Regions from separate parts of the Sus scrofa genome. Here region 1 is linked to region 2. The links are chromatin contacts, called in public Hi-C maps. All regions are on one chromosome and are shown on one strand. Each heading gives the region's core, a stretch centred on a gene start, on an enhancer-like site or on the middle of the called end of the contact. The rest is flanking DNA. Distances are from core to core; before and after follow the strand shown.

Region 1 (6,440 bases), core at 355-2,854, 210 kb after region 2:
CCGGTGTTGCCGTGAGCTGTGGTGTAAGTCGCAGATGCTTCTTGGATCCCGTGTTGCTGTGGCTGTGGCGTAGGCCGGCGGCTACAGCTCCTCTTCCCTCTCCGACCCCTAGCCTGGAGGTTCCTCCATATGCCGCGGGTGCGGTCCTAGAAAAGACAAAAAAAAAAAGAAATGAGTTAGATGAAGGCGATGCTGTGACTGGAGGGTGGTCTGTGAGCAGGGGCCCGGTCTGCGCTTACTGCGGGGGATCTCGGCGCAAAGTGGGAAGCGGGGTCTAAGTCTGGCTTCGGGTGGGAGGCCTGGGTTGGCGGGAGTCCTCGCTTAGCCGGGGGTCCGGCAGTGCAGTCGTGCTGGGATGTGGTCTCCGCCTTTCAGTCTGGCCCAAAGTTGAAAAGAAAAGTCCGAGATGCGGAGGCGGGGAAGAGACACTTTTCTAACAAGTGAGAGCGCTCTTAGATCGACACAAACTTGTTTTTCGTAACTATAGCAACCAACTGCCTCTCGCGAGAACTTGTACTGACCACAAGTTTATCCCAAGACTCGCGATAACATTGTCTGGGAGGTAAACGAGAGGCGGTGCAAGACGAGTTCCCGCGCCTGCGCTCTAGAACTACGTCCGCACCCACGGACCTACGAGTGCGCCTCAACGCTTCGTCCAGACCTGGAGCGATTCCCTCGTTCTTCTGAGGATGACCCTTTCTTTTAGCGAAAGTTTTGGTTAACTTCAAGGTTTTCTACCTTTCAATTTTGCTTTATCCACTTCTTTTTTTCCCAGTTTTTCCTCAATAAATAAGGATAAAAACCAAAAGGAAATTTATTTAAAGATAAAAGCCTTTATGAAACGATTTTTAAAAACAGGTCATTAAAATCTTTTTTCTGTAAAAAATGCAGAAAGACAGTATTTTAAAAGTGAGCTTGGCTATCATTCACGGTGATAATGCAAAACTATGTTGCTTTTAGTGCTCAGTATTTACAATAAGCAGAATTGAAGTATGTGACGTTAATGCAAAACTTTAATATATTTGAATTTCAGCGTTACTTTAGAGTAGGAATGGCAAAATATAATAGCAAAAACCTAGAAACAGGAGTTCCCGTCGTGGCTTAGTGGTTAAGGAATATGACTAGCATACAAGAGGACACAGGTTTAGTCCCTGGTTTTGCTCCGTGGGTTAAGGATCCTCTGTTGTCCTGAGCTGTGGTGTAAGCTGGACGCTGCAGCTCGGATTAGACCTCTGGCCTGGGAACCTTCATACGCCGCCAATTCGGCCTTAAAAAAAGCACACGCATACACGCAAAAGCCAAACCTGGAAACAGCCCAACATAAGAATGGATGAATACACTGATATATATTCCAGAATAGCATATTACAAAACAAAGGAATGAACTACAGCTACTTACAACATGGATGGATGAATCTTAGCAATATACATACTTTAAAATGTTGGCCAAATCAGAGATAATTTGAGCTTCAAAATAGACAATGATACTAAGTGAAGTCAGCACTGACATCGTATATTATCACTTACATGTGGAATCTTAGAAAAAGGACACAATGAACTTCTTTGCAGAACAGATACTGACTCACAGATTTTGAAAAACATTGTTTCCAAATGAGACAGGTTGGGGGGTCGGGGGATGTGCTGGGGGTTTGGGATGGAAATGCAATAAAACTGGGTTCTGATGATGGTTGTACAACTATAAATGTAATAAAATCCATTGAGTAATTTAAAAAATAAAAATGAGAGAAAGGAAAGCTCTAACAGTAGAATGCCAACTCAGTAATTGAGAGGAATTGACACAGAGAATTACCATTTTGCACCAACTACAGAAGTGTATGGTATGACTCAGGCAGGAGTCTTCAATGCTAAGGTTGGTGTGTAGAGGCTTGATGAGGAATAAGATATTGGCATGATTTTGGAATACTAATGGATTACAAAGGGGAAAACTGTGACATTAAGAAACCAACACTACCAAGCGATGAGGGTTAAAACACCAGTGTCAGGAGTCTACATTTCATTCCTCCTGATGAGACTCACTGGGAAAAGCAAAATATGTTGTGGTGTTCCTATAATCAGGGGGACCCAGGTTATAGGCCATTCTATAGAAAGTAAGGCCTGTACTCTTTGGATTTTTTAATGTTTTTATGGCCACACGCATGGCTGGGCTGGGGATAGAACCTGTGCCTCAGCAGCGATCCAAGCTGCAGCAGTGAGATTCTTAACCCACCACCCTACAGCAGGAACTCCAAGGCCTGTATTCTTTAATAAAACTGTCGAGGCCAGGGAAGATTAGCAGCACTTCTAGATTAAAGGAGTTTAAAGATACATGACAACTAAATGCAATATGTATTCCTGTATAACATGTTGGTCCAGGAAGGAAAAGAGACATTATTGGGACATCGGATGGAATTTGAATGGGATCAGTAGATTGGGTGGTAATATTGGACCAATATTGATTTCCTGATGTGGTACTTTGTTTGCTGTTATGTAGGAGAGTGTCCCTGTTTAGGGGAAAATACCTACTGGAGTGATGAGATATCATGCCTTCAGTTTCCGTCTCAGCCCTCAAAAGTTCCAGAAAAAGACTGATAACTAGGGATCTATGCACATGCACACACACACACACACACAGAGTGAGTAATGAAGCAGTAACCTAATATGAACTAGATGAGAATCTGGGTGACGAGGAAATGGGAGTTCTTTGCACTGTTCTGGCAACTTTCTATACATTTGAAATTATTTCAAAACAAATGATTAAACTATACACACACACACACACAATTCTCCATGGAAATTCCTTGCTTAGGATATGGTTACTAGAGCCAAGTTTTTAAAAATAAATTGTATTTCTGCTAATGAATATATAAAAATTTAAAAAACTAAGAGAGGAATTCCCGTCGTGGCACAGTGGTTAACGAATCTGACTAGGAACCATGAGGTCACAGGTTTGATCCCTGGCCTTGCTCAGTGGGTTAAGGACCTGGCGTTGCCGTGAGCTGTGGTGTAGGCTGCAGATGCGGCTCGGATCCCGCGTTGCTGTGGCTCTGGCGTAGGCCAGCGGCTACAGCTCAGATTGGACCCCTAGCCTGGGAATCTCCACATGCTGCAGGAGCGGCCATAGAAAAGGCAAAAGGGCAAAACATAAAATAAAATAAAATAAAAAACCAAGAGAAAGATTTTTTTAAGTTGCAACGTTATAAATAATAAAAACATCTCAAAATAAAACTATGGAACAATTGAGTAAGGCATTTATCTCTGGATTTTTTTCCCAAGTGAGCGTTGTGAGTGAATTTGCACTGAGATAGCCATCCTACCTTGTGTACAACATACTTTTTCCACATAATAAGCTAGACTTAGGACAAAGTCTTTGCTAGGGAACTGCTCTAAATCACTCATGATCTTGATCTACTAAGTATTTTGTTTCAAGGCCTAGGCAATCAAGGATAAGTCACAGGTGTCACTTCCTTAAACATAATTAATCCTTATTAGACTTGGGGTGACAGATGGCATAACTTTGTGTTATAGTGTTATTTTCCTAGAGAATGCTTACACAGGTGCCACTCTGAATTTCCTATAATCCTTATAAGGAAAGGCATTCAAATATTTTCTGCTAATTTATGTATGTATGTATGTAGTCTTTTTGCCTTTTCTAGGGCCGCTCCTATATATTAGAGTTCCCCTTGTGGCTCAGTGGTAAGGAACCTGACTAGTATCCATGAGGATATGGGTTCGATCCCTGGCCTCGCTCAGTGGGTTAAGGATCCAGCGTTGCTATGAGGTGTGGTGTAGGTCAGACATGGCTTGGAACCCACATTGCCATGGCTGTGGCATAGCTGCAGCTCTGGTTTGACTCCTAGCCTGGGAACTTCTATATGCCACAGATGTGGCCCTAAAATTTAAAAAAATGGGAATTTGAATGGACGTTTTTCCAAAGAAGACATACAAATGGCCAATGAACTCAAGAAAATTTGCTCATTAGTCATTAGAGAAATTCAAATCAAAACTGCAATGAGATGCCACCTTCACATCCACTAAGATGGCTATAATCAAAGAAACAATGATAGTGTTGGTAAGAACGAGGAGAAATTAGAAGTCTTATTCATTGCTGGTAGGATTGTAAAATGGTACAGCTGCTTTGGAAAAGTTTGGCAGATCCTCAAAAAGTTAAAGATACTATTTAACTTGTGCCAGCAATTCCACTCCTAGTACAACAGTCAAGAAAATGGAAAACATGTGTCCACATAAAAACTTAAAACATGAATGTTCATAGCAGCATTATACATAATAGTCAAGAGATGAAAACAACAGGTGATAAATGGACAAGCAAAATGTATACCCAGACAATGGATTATCCAGCCATAAAGTAGAATGAAGTTTTTTTTTTTTTGGCTTTTTAGGGCCACACTTGTGGCATATGGAGGTTCCCAGGCTAGGGGTCGAGTCAGAGCTACAGCCGCTGGCCTACACCACAGCCACAGCAATGTGGGACCCAAGCCACGTCAACAACACAGCTCACAGCAACGCCGGATCCCCAGCCCACAAAGTGAGGCCAGGGACTGAACTGGCATCTTCATGGATCCTAGTTGGACTCCTTCATCACTAAGCCAAAAAGGGAACTCCCCAGAATGAAGTCTTTTTTTTTGTCTTTTGTTGTTGTTGTTGTTGTTGTTGCTATTTCTTGGGTCGCTCCCGCGGCATATGGAGGTTCCCAGGCTAGGGGTTGAATCGGAGCTGTAGCCACCGGCCTACGCCAGAGCCACAGCAACGTGGGATCCGAGCCGCGTCTGCAACCTACACCACAGCTCACGGCAACGCCGGATCGTTAACCCACTGAGCAAGGGCAGGGACCGAACCCGCAACCTCATAGTTCCTAGTCGGATTCGTTGACCACTGTGCCACGATGGGAACTCCCAGAATGAAGTCTTGATTCACACACTACAACAAAGGTGAACCCTAAAAACAGTATGCCAATTGAAAGACATCAGACACAAAGGGCCACACATCACATGATTCCATTCATAAGCCCCAAACAGGGACATCCAGAGGGACAGAAAGTAGATTAGCGATTACCCAGGGCTGGGCAGGAGGAGGGGAAAGGAGGAATGACTGCAAATGGGTTTAACTTTTCTTTTTGGATGATGAAAATGTTCAAAAATTGATTGTGATGATTGTTCCACAAAGGTGTGAATGTTCTAAAAACCACTGAAAGGTATACTTTAAAAGGGTGAAATGATATATGAATTATACCTCAATTTTTTAAAAGTTTAAAAATAATTGCTATATATTCTTTCCTTAATACCTTATACCTCTTTCTCATCTTTACCAAATCTCATTACTGTTATTTTCTAAAACTTCTATCAAAACTGAACTTTTTCAATGAAACTTTTTAAAACTACTTACATCCATGTTAGCCCATTATCCTTCTATCTATGTATCCTGCTTTTGCCTCATGCTATCATTGCACACAGGTCTATTTCTCTAAGTAAGGTTTTGTCTTGTACCTTCTTGTAATATGTCCCTTGGTACTTACACAAAACAAACATTCATGGGAGTTCCCTGGTGGCTCAGCTTATTAAATGTCCAGTGTTATCACTGCTGTGGTTCGGGTCACTGCTATGGCACAGCTTTGACTCCTGGTCTCAGAACTTCCACATGCCATAGTGAGAGAAAAAAAAGTTCATCAAATTATAACTGATATCTGCTATTCTTCGCCTCAATTTTTACTACAATCATTCACCAGATCTGTATTAATTACCCACTTTGGGTCAGGGAACTCAACGCAAAGAACCAATAGGGTGGAGCTCCCTTTGCGGTGAAGTGGAAACAATTCCAACTAGGAACCATGAGGTTGCGGGTCTGATCTCTACTGGCCTTGCTCAGTGAGTTAAGGATCTGGCGTTGCCATGAGCTGTGATGTAGATCACAGATGCAGCTTGGATGTGGTGTAGGCCCGGCAGCTGTAGCTCCAATTAGACCCCTAGCCTGGGAACCTACATATGTAGCGGGTGTGGTCCTAAAAAGCAAAAAAAAAAAAAAAAAAGGAACAAAGAGGTTTATAATCCTCAGCAGAATTTATAATCTAACATTTACAAATTCCCTGTATCCTAATATTTGTTTAGAACTCCCACTAGATTACAAATCTTTCCTTTATATTTTCCTTGACTACCTATTGTAATGCTCAATGTAATTAAGTAATTGCTCAGTACTAGGAATAAACTCAGGTTTGAAATTACCCTGCTATACCCCTGAGCCCCTGAACTACTTCTCCAAAGAGTTAATATTCAATCCCCAAGAAGATGCTTTAAGCCTTGTTCATTCATTAATTGAGCACTTCCTACATGGCAAGCTTTACTCCCTTGAATCATGATCAAATTGCAACTAAAATTAAAGTCTTTGTTTGTTTGTTTGTTTACAGCCATACCTGTAGCATACAGAGGTTCC
Region 2 (6,000 bases), core at 1,559-4,058:
GGAGTTCAATAAAATTAACAGCAGGGAAGACATCCAGCAACTGCTAACCAAAAAATAAGCAGATATGCACTAAATTAAGAGCCAGAAGGACGGTATCATAAGACGTCAGATCTGAAACAAGACCCTACATAAGTCGCTGCATGAGTAGAGCCTTGGTCACCTCTCCATAATTCATTTTTAGTGAAGTTATAAGAAATGACAGGGCAAAATGCCCTACTGGGCCAGAGGTCAGATCTCAAGCACTGACAACACAGGAAATCAGTGAAGGAAACTCAAAATACTTCTGAGTGGGCCGATAATGGTCATTTAGTTCAATTATTTCTCTTTAGCAGCCAGGCAGAGCCACTCTAATTTTTTTAAACTTTTAAAAAATGTTTATTTATTTATTTATTTATTTTCTTTTTTGGACTCCCAGCAGCATATGGAGTTCTTGGACCTGGGATCAGATGTGAGCCACAGCTGTGACCTATGCCACAGCTTCAGCAGCAGCACTTCCCCACTGTGCCAGGCTGGGCACTGAAACTTCGCCCCACCACTCCAGAAACACCACCAATCCCATTGTGCCACAGTGGTAAATCCCAGGCAGAGCCACTCTTAGATCCTCACTAAAATAACTACGTGAAACAAGGCAACCTAATACACACACTGTTAAGACTGAGGAATACAGAGTAACAGCTAAAAGAACTATGGTTAAGGAAGACACATGCTTGAACCTGTTTAGTATAGGTACCTAGATACATTATGGCATAATTAAGTAATTAAATTTCAAACGAAGAACCATGGCTAATTAATATTGAGTATATATTAGTTCCTAAGGTAATGACTATTAATTTTCATCAATATTAATTTTAAAAAGTTTTTTTTTTTTTAAGTTCAAGGGCTTAACTGAATATAGGCAAATATCACTAATCTAAAAAGTTCAGGCTCTAAATCTCCTGACAACACTGAATGAAATATGAATATCATACATCACTGTTGTTAGAATGACATTAAAAAATCACACATATCCAATCAAAATAAGTGAAAGAGCCTCACCTTTCCCAGGTTTATATTTGAGATTGAAAGGCTGATTCTGCCAGATATAGGGGACCAGCATAGGTGCAAACTGGGTCATTATCTTCTCAATATAATTTTGAAGAATCTCTCTGTGTTTTTCTGGGTCCCTTAGTTCATCCGATATCAGGAACAGGCGGTACTCTACAGTATCTTCCACTGTAGCAAGCTTCATATTTTCCTCCATTCTTCTTTGAAAGCTACATTTAAAGTGGCAATAATATAAACCATACAAAATAATGCAGAAGTAATATCCCATTCCTTGAACTATTCTAGGCAATTCCATTAATGTTGTTTTCCAAAATTCAGTTATCCACATACAATCATCATGATTTTTGCCTTGACCACATACCAATTATAGCATTTAATTAAAATTCTTTCAATGACATTTTTATACTTACAATTATATGAAAGCAACTTTTGATACAATACAGTAAATGGAAATCTAGTACTGCATTCCCAAGTTAATAAGCGTGTAAAAATGAAATAAAAAATGTTTGCCTTTGCACTAATAGTGGTGCATGTAACACACGGTCAGAAACAATGCAATAACATCTCTTGAAATATTGACAAAAATTCCAGTTCTGCCACTGGTCCTAGTTGTGTCATTCTGGGCATTTCATTTTCTCTTTCTGGGGCTTCCCCCTAATTGTAGAATGAGAATGTTATTTTATCATTTCTAAAATCCGTCTCTACTTTCCTCCCTTCATCCTCTTCTCCCTCTCTTTCTCTCTCTTTACTTTCTTTCTTTCTTTCTTTTCGTTCGTTCGTTCTTCCTTTCTTTCCTGCCATGCCTGTAGCATGCATAAGTTCTCAGGCCAGTGACTGAACCCATGACACAGCTGTATTTAACCTCCTGAGCCACCAGGGAACTTCTTCCCTGAATTTTTATTGTTTAAACACTCTTAAGAGTAATCTCCCTTACTCTGCAGAATTTAAATCTTTCCCCTTGTACATCATGGGTGAATTCAAAACTACAAAACATTTATATCCTATCATTTCACCCCAAAATAATCTGCCCATGGCTCTTGATCCTACAACAACCCGTCCCAAACCACCGCCCTCCGCCCCTTTTCAGGTCTCAGAGGGTATAAATAACTGTTTTCTAAGGATTTCCCTTACAGACAAAAGTACTAGCTTACTATTGCTGCCAGGTGAGGCTTGTTAAAGAAAGATATTGCACTGGATGGTCCACTTTAAGGCTGTGATTCGATTTTCAGGCTTATTTGGTTTTCCAAGGAACTAATAAAACTAAGTCGAGAGGAACTTGCATCTTCTATCCAGACACTCACTACAGTCCAGATTGACAGATAATAAATACTCACCCACCCCAGAATGCCAAGCACACCTTATTATGAAGAATTTAGTGTCAGGCTAGAAGGGACTTTGAGATCACTCAGACTGACTCCACACTGTACATATGAGGAAACCGGGAGCACGGCAGGAGAAGCAACCAAGCAGCTGAGGCCGGACTAGGTTCTAGCGCTCTTTACTCAAAACAAGGGTCCCTTCTTCATCCAACAAAATGAAGCCAATTTCGCTTCCAGTTCTAAAGCCTGGGCCTCTTCCTCACGTCCCTGCTGCGGCACCTTTCCTCAGCCTTCTCTCCTACCTCGTGGGCTGCCAGCAGCAGCCAAAGCCCGGCTCTGACTGGATCCACACGCTTGTCTAGGACCTGAAGCCAGCGGAAACTTAAGTCAGAAACCGGCTCAGCTCCGGAACTCCCAGCGTCGCCTTTGCTAGGTGTCGGCGGGAGTATTAGGCGGCTGCACCTGTGCGTTCGTCACTTCCGCCCCCACGGGGAAACAGGGAGGGGAGAGGACTGGAGAGGTGGGGATCCTGGGGTGGTGGCGGTCCGGAGTCTAGGAGACGGGGCGTGACGGGGCCGGAAGGTGGCGGGAGGGGGCCGAGCCGGAGCTGGCGGGAGGGCCAGGCCCGGAGGCCCCCACCCTGGCTTGGCCGCCCCGGCCGCGGCTGAGGAGGAAGAGGAGGATGATCTCCAGATACACACGGAAGGCGGTGCCTCAGAACTTGGAGCTGTGAGTGGACTGCTCAGCCACCCAGCTGGGGCCGGGGGAAGCCGTGGCGGGCCGCAGGCGCTCTGGGGACCCTCCTTGACCAGTCCCTTGCTCCTTTTTCTTTCCCAGGGCGAGGGAAAGAAAAAATTCTTTGAAATTTTCTCCTCCTAGCCTTGCCGGACGTTGCCCCTCCAGACCTCCATCTCCAGCTAAGAGCGTGTTACCAGTGCAATCCCAGGACTTGACCCTCTTGGGCTGCACTCCCGGGGCTCAGGAACTGGGTTTCCTAAGGCATTTGTAGTTTCCGTTGTGTTCCATGCCCCACTTTCCATGGCCACTAACAACTCGTGAAGTTATTAATAACTGAGTCCTACAATAAAGTTGAATACGTCTAAAGCCAAACACCCTGCGAAGCGCTTACATGCATTAGCTTACTTAATCCTATCAATAAGGATACCAGATAGGAACTCTTATTTTGTACTTCCTACAAGATAAAGATCCCAGATCTGAAGGTTGTATCGTGCCAAAGATCACACAGCTAGGTGGTGATGGAGCTGAAGTATAGACCCGTTATCAGTCTGATTCTGAAGTTTGTGGTCATAACCATTACATACTGTCTCCCCACCTCTGCGTTGAAGAGTCAGAATCCTCAGGATCAGGTTTGCTTTTGAGACTTTAGAGAACAGATATTTCCAGCTTGAACAACTTAGTGAAGTGTTGTAATTTAGGAAGTAATGATAATGTCATACATTTATTAATGCTTTACACTTTCAGAAACTTTCACATCTTAATCTTTAAGATGGATATGACCATCTTCAATTTTCAGCAGAGGAAGTATCAGAAAGGTACACATCTTAAGATTATATAACCAATAGGTTTTTGAGCTTGGGCTTTTTAACCCCAAATCCCAGTTGTTGTTTTTCTCCACTAAGGTATGTAATTTTAGCAACCATACATTTATTAATTAAATATTAATTATATATGGTAATAACAGCTATGGTATTTTCAGTCACACCTGGGTTTCTGGTTAGACTCTTTTCTAGCCTTCTGAATTTTAGGCAAATTACTAATTTTTTGAGCCTTCATTTCTATAACATAGGAATAAGACTTTATCTAAAAGCATGTCTAAAATGATGGCATAGGGCTTGACATTTAATAGGGCCTCAATAAATGGTCATTTCCTTGTTCCTTCCCACCTTTATTTGGTGCAGTAGTCATACAAAGAAAATCAGTCTGTGATCTTTCCTTGCCTTTCAGAGGCTTATTATCTAAGTAATAGGACAGGACACAGAAGCAATTCAGATAATAAAGATTTTTAGGAACTAGGAAGAAGAAAGTCATTTCCCAATAAAGCAAATGTGGGTTAGCTAAAAATCTGCTTTTATAATTAATTCTGGCCATTCTGAAAGTGAAAAAAAATATCTTTCATCGAAAAAATTACTGATAGGCACTTACTGGGCCAGAATTATTGACCCACTATCATTGTGTTATTTGTTCTCTATTATTGATTTGATACTCACTAAAGATAACTCTCCCAAAAGATGATTCTCTAGAAGTGTCAAAATAATGTGAATAGTGGAGATGATGAAGATTATATGCATCTAAATGAGAGTATATTAAAAGTAATTTTATTTTTTAAGTAATTTTAATTTTAGGTGTTATAATTGATAATTTGCTTTGAAGAAGTAACTTTAGTTTTCTCCCTGATGGCTCCAAATTACAGATGTTGAAAACAGTTTGGAATAAAAGTCATTTTCAGCATATATCTTAAGATTTTTAAAATAATAAATCTTAAGCATAAATGTATAATGAATAATACAATGACATAACCGTCACCTACATTCAACAGTTGTTAGAATTTTAATATATTTCCTTCTTCTTTCATCTTTATCTTTTTTCCAGCCTCTCTGTCATCTGTGAAATACGGAAGGAAAACTCCAGACACTGTCATTTACCCTATATACTTCATTATACATTTCTAGAAATTAGTCATTTTCTCGTATATATTTCTTTGGTATTATCTAATTGTCACTTTATAACCAAATTTTTCTGACAGACTAAAATATGTCTGAAGTTTCTATTCCATAGCTGGAATCCACATTTCTGATCCCCACCACTGTCTCAAAGGCAAGTTTTTGGTTGTAAGATCATTGAATGAGTGAAGGAGAAATATATCCCTACACAATGCCATCCCCACCATCTGAGAAAGAATTTAAAATACAAGCTCTGCTGACTGGGTCTTTACCTTTATCTATAAATATAAAAATGATACAATTCACTAAAATCTCAAAACTATTCATTTATTCTGAGAAATCTCAGACAGACTACTTGGATTTGAATCCTGGCTCCATCTCTTAACTAGCCATATGACCTTAAGTTGGTTACCTCATGCCTCTGTGCCTCACATTCCTTAGCTGAAATAAGAGTATTAGATGTAAAATATATTTCTGCATATTAAAAGCCCTATGAAGACTTCTCATAAAGAAACCTATGTAACTCTGTTTAACCTATCTTGTTATTTGACTGTAGGATTTTGTGGGGAAGGAAAATCTACTGTAGATGATTAGGATTGGAACCAATAATAATTGACCCTAAAGTTTATTCTAAGGTACATGTTGAACTCTCTGGAACAGTACTGTCCAATGGAAATATAATACAAGCCATATATATAATTTAAAATTTTCAGGTAGTCACTTTAAAAAAATAGTATAAACAGGTGGAATTAACTTTTTTACCTTTTTATTTTGAAATAAGTACAGACTCACAGGTAGTCACAAAAAATAGAGTCCCATGAAATCCTCCACCCAGCTTCCCCCAATGAAGATAACTTATGTAACTATAGTATAATTGCAGGAGTTTCCTTGTGGTTAAGAATCCAGCACTGTAATGCAGCGACTCAAGTTCAGTCCTTGACCAGGGAACTTCTGCA

The links. Hi-C and Micro-C count contacts between places; a contact is called where the count stands out from the background.
Region 1: a Hi-C map of liver shows a contact between it and region 2, with 3 times the contacts expected there. The contact joins the promoter of CFAP70 here to the promoter of ECD in region 2. A contact is called at or near these places in 2 of 5 promoter capture datasets (fetal liver and liver), 3 of 47 Hi-C or Micro-C datasets (heart right ventricle, liver and skeletal muscle) and 2 of 2 datasets of contacts at active chromatin or transcription factors (alveolar macrophages and skeletal muscle).

Annotation. Positions count from the first base shown.
Region 1 is chr14:76,198,294-76,204,733 of Sscrofa11.1, forward strand. CFAP70 (cilia- and flagella-associated protein 70) reads right to left here and starts at 1,605. Exons shown (of 27, transcript XM_013983341.2): 1 at 240-1,605.
Region 2 is chr14:75,989,814-75,995,813 of Sscrofa11.1, forward strand. It overlaps ECD (protein ecdysoneless homolog), which reads right to left and starts at 2,809. Exons shown (of 13, transcript XM_005671096.3): 1 at 2,666-2,809; 2 at 1,036-1,253. The coding sequence starts at 1,240. It overlaps FAM149B1 (protein FAM149B1), which reads left to right and starts at 2,844. Exons shown (of 13, transcript XM_013983338.2): 1 at 2,844-3,092. The coding sequence starts at 3,046.